Linked DNA regions of Xenopus tropicalis: region 1 is linked to region 2. Evidence: chromatin contacts called from public Hi-C data. All regions are on one chromosome and are shown on one strand. Each heading gives the region's core, a stretch centred on a gene start, on an enhancer-like site or on the middle of the called end of the contact. The rest is flanking DNA. Distances are from core to core; before and after follow the strand shown.

Region 1 (4,058 bases), core at 992-3,491, 190 kb after region 2:
AATCCTTTTTTTGCATTTATGAAATGCTATCTATTAGGAATTATCTTTAGTTCATAACCTTTACTTCTCAGATTCTTTAAATCAGTTACATATTAATGAAGCAAAGGTCATGCATTGCGCGTGTGACTACCTGCCCTAGTCTCCTATTCCCCATTGACGTGAACTGCATGCACAATACTTGTGTCACTTTAGATATCATTTCATTAGTTTATATAGCTTACTCTATAATATTGCAGATGTTAGTCACTGAACAGTTGCAGATCTAACTCTGCAGCAAATTATCAGGACAGTGCAGACTATATGACCCATCTTTAAGGCTCTGTGTAGACTATGGAATTTGCATTCTTTGGGCCACAGAGACCAAAGGACTTTGGTGTATCCCAAATTATTTCTCAACTTGGAATTAGAACTACCAGCATCCCCATGAGTGGATTTTTAGTTTCATAACAGTTTAGGGCTGAGCATCTCTGCTCTGGTCTCTGGTCTGGAATACAAGAATAAAACATATTTTTGGCTGCTGAGTTGTCTGTTAATTTCGGGTAATAGTTTTTGAATTGGTGTGTCCTGCTGTCCCTGAGTTGTAGACGTTGTTAATCTGGGCGGTCAGTGAAGGTGTTTTTGCAAACTTCTCAGAGCTGTGACACTTACACATAATACGGTCCATCCCTCTCTAGCCAGACCGCCAGTTTTTTTCTGTCATGTTTCAGTTGTTCTATGCTTTGCTTACCATGCTCGTGTGGAGTGGTCATGTGACTCCTGACCCACCTAATCAAATAATACAGCGTGACAAGGCCATATGTATATACTTTAAAATGCAGTATTAGGTCTTATAAAGATAGAAGGCATTAGATAGGGTTAAATTTAAATAATTTAGTTTGCACTGTGTTTATTAAGAAATGTTATTGGCCACAGGATATCTCCTCTCCAGTGGGCAACAAATTAGCCAAAAATACCTGCCTCCCTGGGTTATTTGGGATTGCTGCATGTAAAACACTGTACATGTTGTGATCCCAGGTACTTGTAATTGTTCAAAAAAAGCCTTCTGCATTTTTACATTATTACCCGGGATCTCAGTTTGTAAAGTTTGTATCCATCAAATGCAAGGGGTATTTTTGTCTGCTTTTCCACACGCAGGAGAAAAGATTTCCTGCGGTGGCAAAGTACCCTGTCTTAAACGTTTGTTCAAGAACTACTGACATGCCACAATTTATGTAAATGCACACACACAGAGACAGACATGAAAAGGTTATCCCAGTTGATAATGAGTAAGCACTTAGCCACAGCTTCAGCCCTTTCAGAACTTCCTTATATCAGCTGCAGTTGGCGCTGGTAGCAGGACTGATTGTAGGAAATACAGAAATCAGGAGTTTTAATGTACAAATGTCGTTTTAACATACTTAACATGCAATCCTGTGTAAATCATACAGACTTTGCTTTCCCCTTTTTTCTATACATATTAATTGAAACAGAAATGTATATTTTATACTGTCCTGGCAACCAGACATATAGAGCTGCATATTTGAGTTCATTCAAAAGAGAGAACAGCCTTGGTTGGTGTAAACAGGAAACCTAATGCAAAGCCTTTTAGCCCTTTAGGGCTCTTACACATGGGCAATTACTCCTGCATTTAACTGCAGGGAAGTGCAGGGCGAGACACAATTTAAATAATTTATGATATATTAACATATATAGCATATTATCTAAAAATATATATACAGTACTAGGCCAAAAGCTAAGTGCATCCAAGGTGTGCTCGTTCCTGCAATGTGTTTAGTGTTACAGAGGGCTAGAAGCCTAGAACTTGGCGAAGGCTGGCAGAAATGGTATGTGGCTAGTGCCCTACTGTTCCCTAGGCATGTGTCTCTTTTGCCTGCCCTTAGTTCTGGCCTTGTGTGTGTGTATATACAGTATATGTGTGTGTGTGTGTGTGTGTGTGTGTGTGTGTGTGTTTGTGTGTGTGTATGTTTATTTGTTTTTTTTACTATTCAGAGCCCCATTTATATTTTTCCAACTTATATTATTGAAAAGATTATTTTTGGCTGCTGGATTATGTCGTTGGGCACATGCAACTTGTAAGCTAAACTTTTTTACAATTTACAGACATTCCCTCTTGGTATTGGATTGGATGGTATTCAGTATTCTTCCTTCAGAGCTCTTTCACACACAATAGGACTGCTGGAAGTGTGACTGGTTTTATGTTTCAGGCATGGCAACCCTGCTTGGTTCCCACAGTAACACTGAACTGTCTGTAAACAGCCAAAGACAAAGACTGCTAGGAACAGGGACTGAGAAAGGCAACAGAGCAAAGAGACTAGCAGACAAGGGGCAGAGGGAAAATTAGAGAGCAAAAGATACAAGATTTGGAGAGCAGGTATATTTTGAAGAATCAGAGAAAAAGAAAATCAGAGAAAAAGAAGGAAAAGAAAATAGTAACTTAAACTTGCTGCTAAAATGCCTAAGCTCAAAGTGAAAACTGGAAAGGGAAAGAAGGGTAAAAGGTAAAGATCATGCTGTGCTTCTACACTTCATCTAACTACATGATCATGCCAACCTGCTTTCACACTTGGCTCTGTCTGATCATTCCAGTTTCAGGTCTGACTGAAATCTACCTGATTATTCTAGCCTGTCCTTCCTCTTACATCTCACTGATCATTCAGCTTCCCACCCTCCTAAACCTGCCTGTTTTCCACATTACTAAATCTGCCAGTGTTTTAGCCCTCAGATACTGTATCTACCTGGTCATTTAATTTTTGTGCAAGTCAGCCTATTATTATTATTTTGTTACGAAAGCAAATGCTTTTTGCATATATATAAAGTTTATATATCTTCAATTATTAGAACAAAGTTTTATTTACTGCCTCTCACTACAGTGTAATACAATATGTCTCCAATAGCCATAGTGGCAGAATCAGCATTTCTAAGTAATCTTTTCCTTTTTAAAATAAAGTACAGGTAAGGAATTTATTATCCGGAAACCCATTATCCAGATATATACATATTATGGGATGTTCAACTACCATAGACTCCATTATAAGCAAATAATTCTACTTTTTATAAATGATTTTCTAGCTTTTCTCTGTACCAGTACATTTTACTTTATGTTAACTATGATGTATAAATCCATATTGGTGACAAAACAATCCTATCCAATTTTATGTTTAAATGATTTTTAGAAGACACAGGTATGGTGATCCAAATTACAGAAAGATCACTTATCTGTAAAACCTTAGATCCCAAGCATTCTGGATAATAGATTCAATACCTGTATCAGGAAAAACACATTTTTCTTTTAATAGCCATGTTACATTATTCAACTATTAAAAATTCCTATTTAAAAAAATGAATGTAATTGCAGTTACTAAGGCCACATTGTACTTGCATAAGTAAAAGAGCCCTTATCTTCATTATTTATAAATAAACCACTCAGAAATATATCCAATAGATATATTCCAAATAATAGCTAATGAACTACTGCTATATGTCTACTATTATTATCAAGAAAAAAGGGTGGGAAAACTGAACATAGAGTGGACAAAGAGTCTGAAGTAGAGAGAGCAAAGGCCAATGCAGCACTTTGGGAGGCGAGGCTGAAGGTAACTGAATTTTCACGTGTGGAGTACCGAGATGCAGCCCGAAGTCTGGCCCAGAACAACGAGGATCTGACTAAGCAACAATATCAACTGGAAAAAGACATGGTTGAAGTCATTGGGTTCTTGAAGAAGCAGGACCTGGAAAAAGATGAGCTGGTATTTCTAGTGATAATATCGTACTTGTTTGCTTCCCATTCCTTTCAATGTCATTCTTTCTGACCGGATATTTGATCTCTTTAGGAAGCACATGTTAACGATCCTTACATTTATATTATTGTTATGTGTGTTTTTATTTTCCTTTTGGACTAAAAAGAAAAAATCAATTGTCTTATTTAAAATAACAGCCAAAAATTATATTTGCTTATTCTCTGCAATAACAATCAATTATGATATACATGTATAAACCATTTCTGTTTATTTGTTTCTTCTGTTCTAGGAAATATAGTACAGGGGATGCACACATATGTT
Region 2 (3,934 bases), core at 804-3,303:
GTCAACTCAAGCTGAAGCGATCTTGGGTGCTGCAGCAGGACAATGACCCAAAACACACCAGCAAATCCACCTCTGAATGGCTGAAGAAAAACAAAATGAAGACTTTGGAGTGGCCTAGTCAAAGTCCTGACCTGAATCCTATTGAGATGTTGTGGCATGACCTTAAAAAGGCGGTTCATGCTAGAAAACCCTCAAATAAAGCTGAATTACAACAATTCTGCAAAGATGAGTGGGCCAAAATTCCTCCAGAGCGCTGTAAAAGACTCGTTGCAAGTTATCGCAAATGCTTGATTGCAGTTATTGCTGCTAAGGGTGTGGCCCAACCAGTTATTAGGTTCAGGGGGCAATTACTTTTTCACACAGGGCCATGTAGGTTTGGATTTTTTTTCTCCCTAAATAATAAAAACCCTCATTTAAAAACTGCATTTTGTGTTTACTTGTGTTATCCTTTACTAATAGTTAAATGTGTTTGATGATCAGAAACATTTTGTGTGACAAACATGCAAAAGAATAAGAAATCAGGAAGGGGGCAAATAGTTTTTCACACCACTGTATGTCTCCAGAAATGTTTTTTTTAATTCCCTATAACTATGTAGTTTCAGATATAAGACATTCATATTTGGAACACTATAGCAACCCCATCAGCCCATATCTTATTTCAAGCCATCTGGCATTTTCTAAAATCCACATATTTATAGTGCAGTCTGGCCTGCCCTTTAAGGTTCATTTACTAAAGTGTGGTAAGGTGCAAAGTTATGGTTGCCACTTTTTTTTTGTTTAATATTGGTCTTTGTTTCGGGGGTGAACCACAACTGCATTTGGGGGAGGGGCTATAATGTAAGGGGTGAGGAAATGGGCAGACCAAATGGGGGAAAGGGTAAATGTGATTGACAAACGTATGGGGAAATGGGCCGAATGGGTGAGGAAATAAGTGGGGCAGAGGTTAACCTGAGTATAAAGCCTGATCAGTGCGGAGATGGTGAGGAAGGGCCATTGATTTATAGGGTATTATAAAGTTACTGGCAAGTACATTGTCCGTAACTTTGTAATACTGGTGTCGGCCCTATATGGTAGTTTACCGGTTAGACCAGTTAAATACTGGCAAGGTGGCAACTTCATGCAAAGTGCCAAGCGCAAGGCTTGTTGTTTGACCACAATGTCCTTGTTATACTTTGTGGTACCTTACTGTAATGTGCAAACACTACAGAATGTTCTTCACCATAAAATGATTGGCAAAGGACAGAGGAAGTACACCTGTGTTTGAAATGTAAAATACAATTATGTAAGAACATGGTCACCTTACCTCCACTTTTGAGGATATTAGAAATCACATTATAAGTGACAGTCTAATATCATTGACAATAAGCCTTAGACCTAAAAGGGCTGCTTAAATGTAAAAATTGGCAAAATACCTGTGCACGGTAAGCTCCAGAGTCCTAGAAAACTGAAAATGGTATTATATTGTTTCTGCCACTAGATGGAGCTATCAACTACTAAAGGATTGTTACAGGTAATTGTAATAAAAGGAGATCATGACTGTGTGACTGAAGGAATTTCCTTCACTATGAACATAACGTCACCTCCTTACCTGGAAACTGAAAGTTCCATGGGACTTACCTTATTGATTATACACAGAGCCATATGTAAAGAAAGAGATTTGCACTTGCACAAATGCATTTTCTTTTTATTCGGAGATTAAGGTATAAAAGGATAAAGATGGGAATCACTGGGAGAAACTGCAGCCCAGAAGCACAGAGGAACCATTTGAAAGCACAGGTAAGGGAGTCACATATGTAATAGTGTGTTTGTATTGAATGCATAAATGATGGAAATGCAGATTTTTTTGTGCTAGACATTTTTTATGCTGGAACCACTGTGTTTATATGAAAGTAAATACTGGACTTATGCTGTGCTGGACTTATACTTATGTTGTGCACCTATGAATGAAAAAATGTTGCTTTGTTTATACATACATGTGCTACACTGAATTTTACTGTGATTTCTCACAGGTGTACAGAGTCCCTGCTGCATACAGAACATTAATCCAGAAGCCATGGAAATTCCTATCAGACTGGCTGCCATGATGGCCCTGCTGGTGACAGTGACAGCGCATCCACACAGAAGGCACTGCCACATGTCCAGATACAGATCTGTGTCCCCCAGTGATATAAGGGCAGTCAGACGCCTGCACAATGAACATGTGAGTGTGATATGATAACATGTCTGAAACACATGACTGTATAATATGTAACTAGAGGTAATATCTTCTTGTAATAATGTGCAGAAGCCCAACAGTGTTGCCTAACATATATATATAATTCCTCCTTTGTTGTGACTGTTTTGTTAGCAGGAGTCCATTATGCAGGGCATTATCTGTTTATTGGTAATCCGTACTGCAAGGACCAAACATGGAGTAGCTTTAATCTCGCTATTTGCTGTGTTTAGCGTAACAGAAATGCAATAAAAGTAGGGATGCATTGAACCCCCAAAGCCACCCTGATGGATTCTGCCAAATCCCGAACCGAATCTGAACCCTAATTAGCATATGCTAATTAGGATCAGAAGGGGTTAAAAATCGCTTAATATTTGGTTGCACACCCTTTGGCAAAAATAACTGAAATCAGTTGCTTCCTATAACCATCAATAAGCTTCTTACACCTCTAACCGGGAATTTTGGACCACTCTTCCTTTGCAAACTGCTCCAGGTCTCTCTTATTGGAAGGGCGCCTTTTCCCAACAGTAATTTTAAGATCTCTCCACACATGTGCCTGCACCCGAATGAATGAGATACGCTTGGGTGCAGGCAAATGTAGCCGATATACGCATGAAAACGTGAGACTTTGCATTATCTTGTATTTTCGTGCGTATATCGGCTACATGTGCCTGCACCCGAGCGTATCTCATTCATTCGGGTGCAGGCACATGTAGGAGGCGTAGGGCTGAATTTTCAGCAATCGCTTTTACGCTTGCCGAAAATATCCGCCCTATGCCTCGTGTGGCATTAGCCTAAAGGAGCATCGCATGTTTGAAACAATCTTATTTATCCACAATTTTGAAAGGGTGCCAATAATTTTGTCCAGCCCATTTTTGGAGTTGTGTGTGACAATATGTCCAATTTGCTTTTTTCCTCCCTTTTTTTTTGTTTTGTTCCAATACACACAAAGGGAATAAACATGTGTATAACAAAACATGTGTTACTGCAATACTTTTCTGTGAGAAATACTTGATTTTCTGGAAAAATTTCTGGGGTGCCAACAATTTGGGCCATGACTGTATTAGCTAAAAGTAGACAAATGAGTGAATGGTGTGTGCATAACAGAGATCACATTCTTTAGACTAGAAAATACCTATATAAATACCGAGGTGTATCAGTAAATGGTGAGTAACTGATTTTTAAAACAAATTTGTATATAATTATAAAAGGAATGTGAGGCACTTATCTATTATGTACAGTGATACAGCATTTTAATTTAATATTTTCTCCAACTGTCTTCAAGTTCATCTATAAAATATATTACATATATTCCTCTACAGGAGAAAAGCCCTTTCAGTGATGGGATCAAATGTTACAGGAAGATGCTTCGTCAAAAGCCGTCTGTGTGTGACCTGCAGGTAAGGAAACACTGTCCTTTCTAGGCTAGAAAATGATTTCCTTGTCATCATAATACTGCTTTTCCCAAGTCCTACACTATGGGGCAGATTTATCAAACTGTGAGTTTAGAGCTTAATACATAAAAATTCACCAATGTTCACCAATGTCCTCATTCATTTTTAGAATGGTATTTATCAATGGGTGAAATTTAGAACTCACAGTATGATGAAGAAGCTTCTAAAAATCCCATAGGAATGAATAGAACATAGGTGAGTTTTTATGTATTAAGCTCTAAACTCACATTTTGATATATCTGCCCTCCTTGTGTCTGTTTCTCACTGC

What was found. Hi-C and Micro-C count contacts between places; a contact is called where the count stands out from the background.
Region 1: a contact with region 2 is called in a Hi-C map of gastrula embryo, with 3 times the contacts expected there. The contact joins the promoter of bbof1 here to the promoter of il28b.1 in region 2. A contact is called at or near these places in 3 of 5 Hi-C or Micro-C datasets (gastrula embryo, neurula embryo and tailbud embryo).

What each region holds. Positions count from the first base shown.
Region 1 is chr8:81,935,333-81,939,390 of UCB_Xtro_10.0, forward strand. It overlaps bbof1 (basal body-orientation factor 1), which reads left to right and starts at 2,242. Exons shown (of 11, transcript XM_002938595.5): 1 at 2,242-2,498; 2 at 3,500-3,746. The coding sequence starts at 2,452.
Region 2 is chr8:81,742,463-81,746,396 of UCB_Xtro_10.0, forward strand. It overlaps il28b.1 (interleukin 28B (interferon, lambda 3), gene 1), which reads left to right and starts at 2,054. Exons shown (of 5, transcript NM_001171763.1): 1 at 2,054-2,200; 2 at 3,535-3,612. The coding sequence starts at 2,054.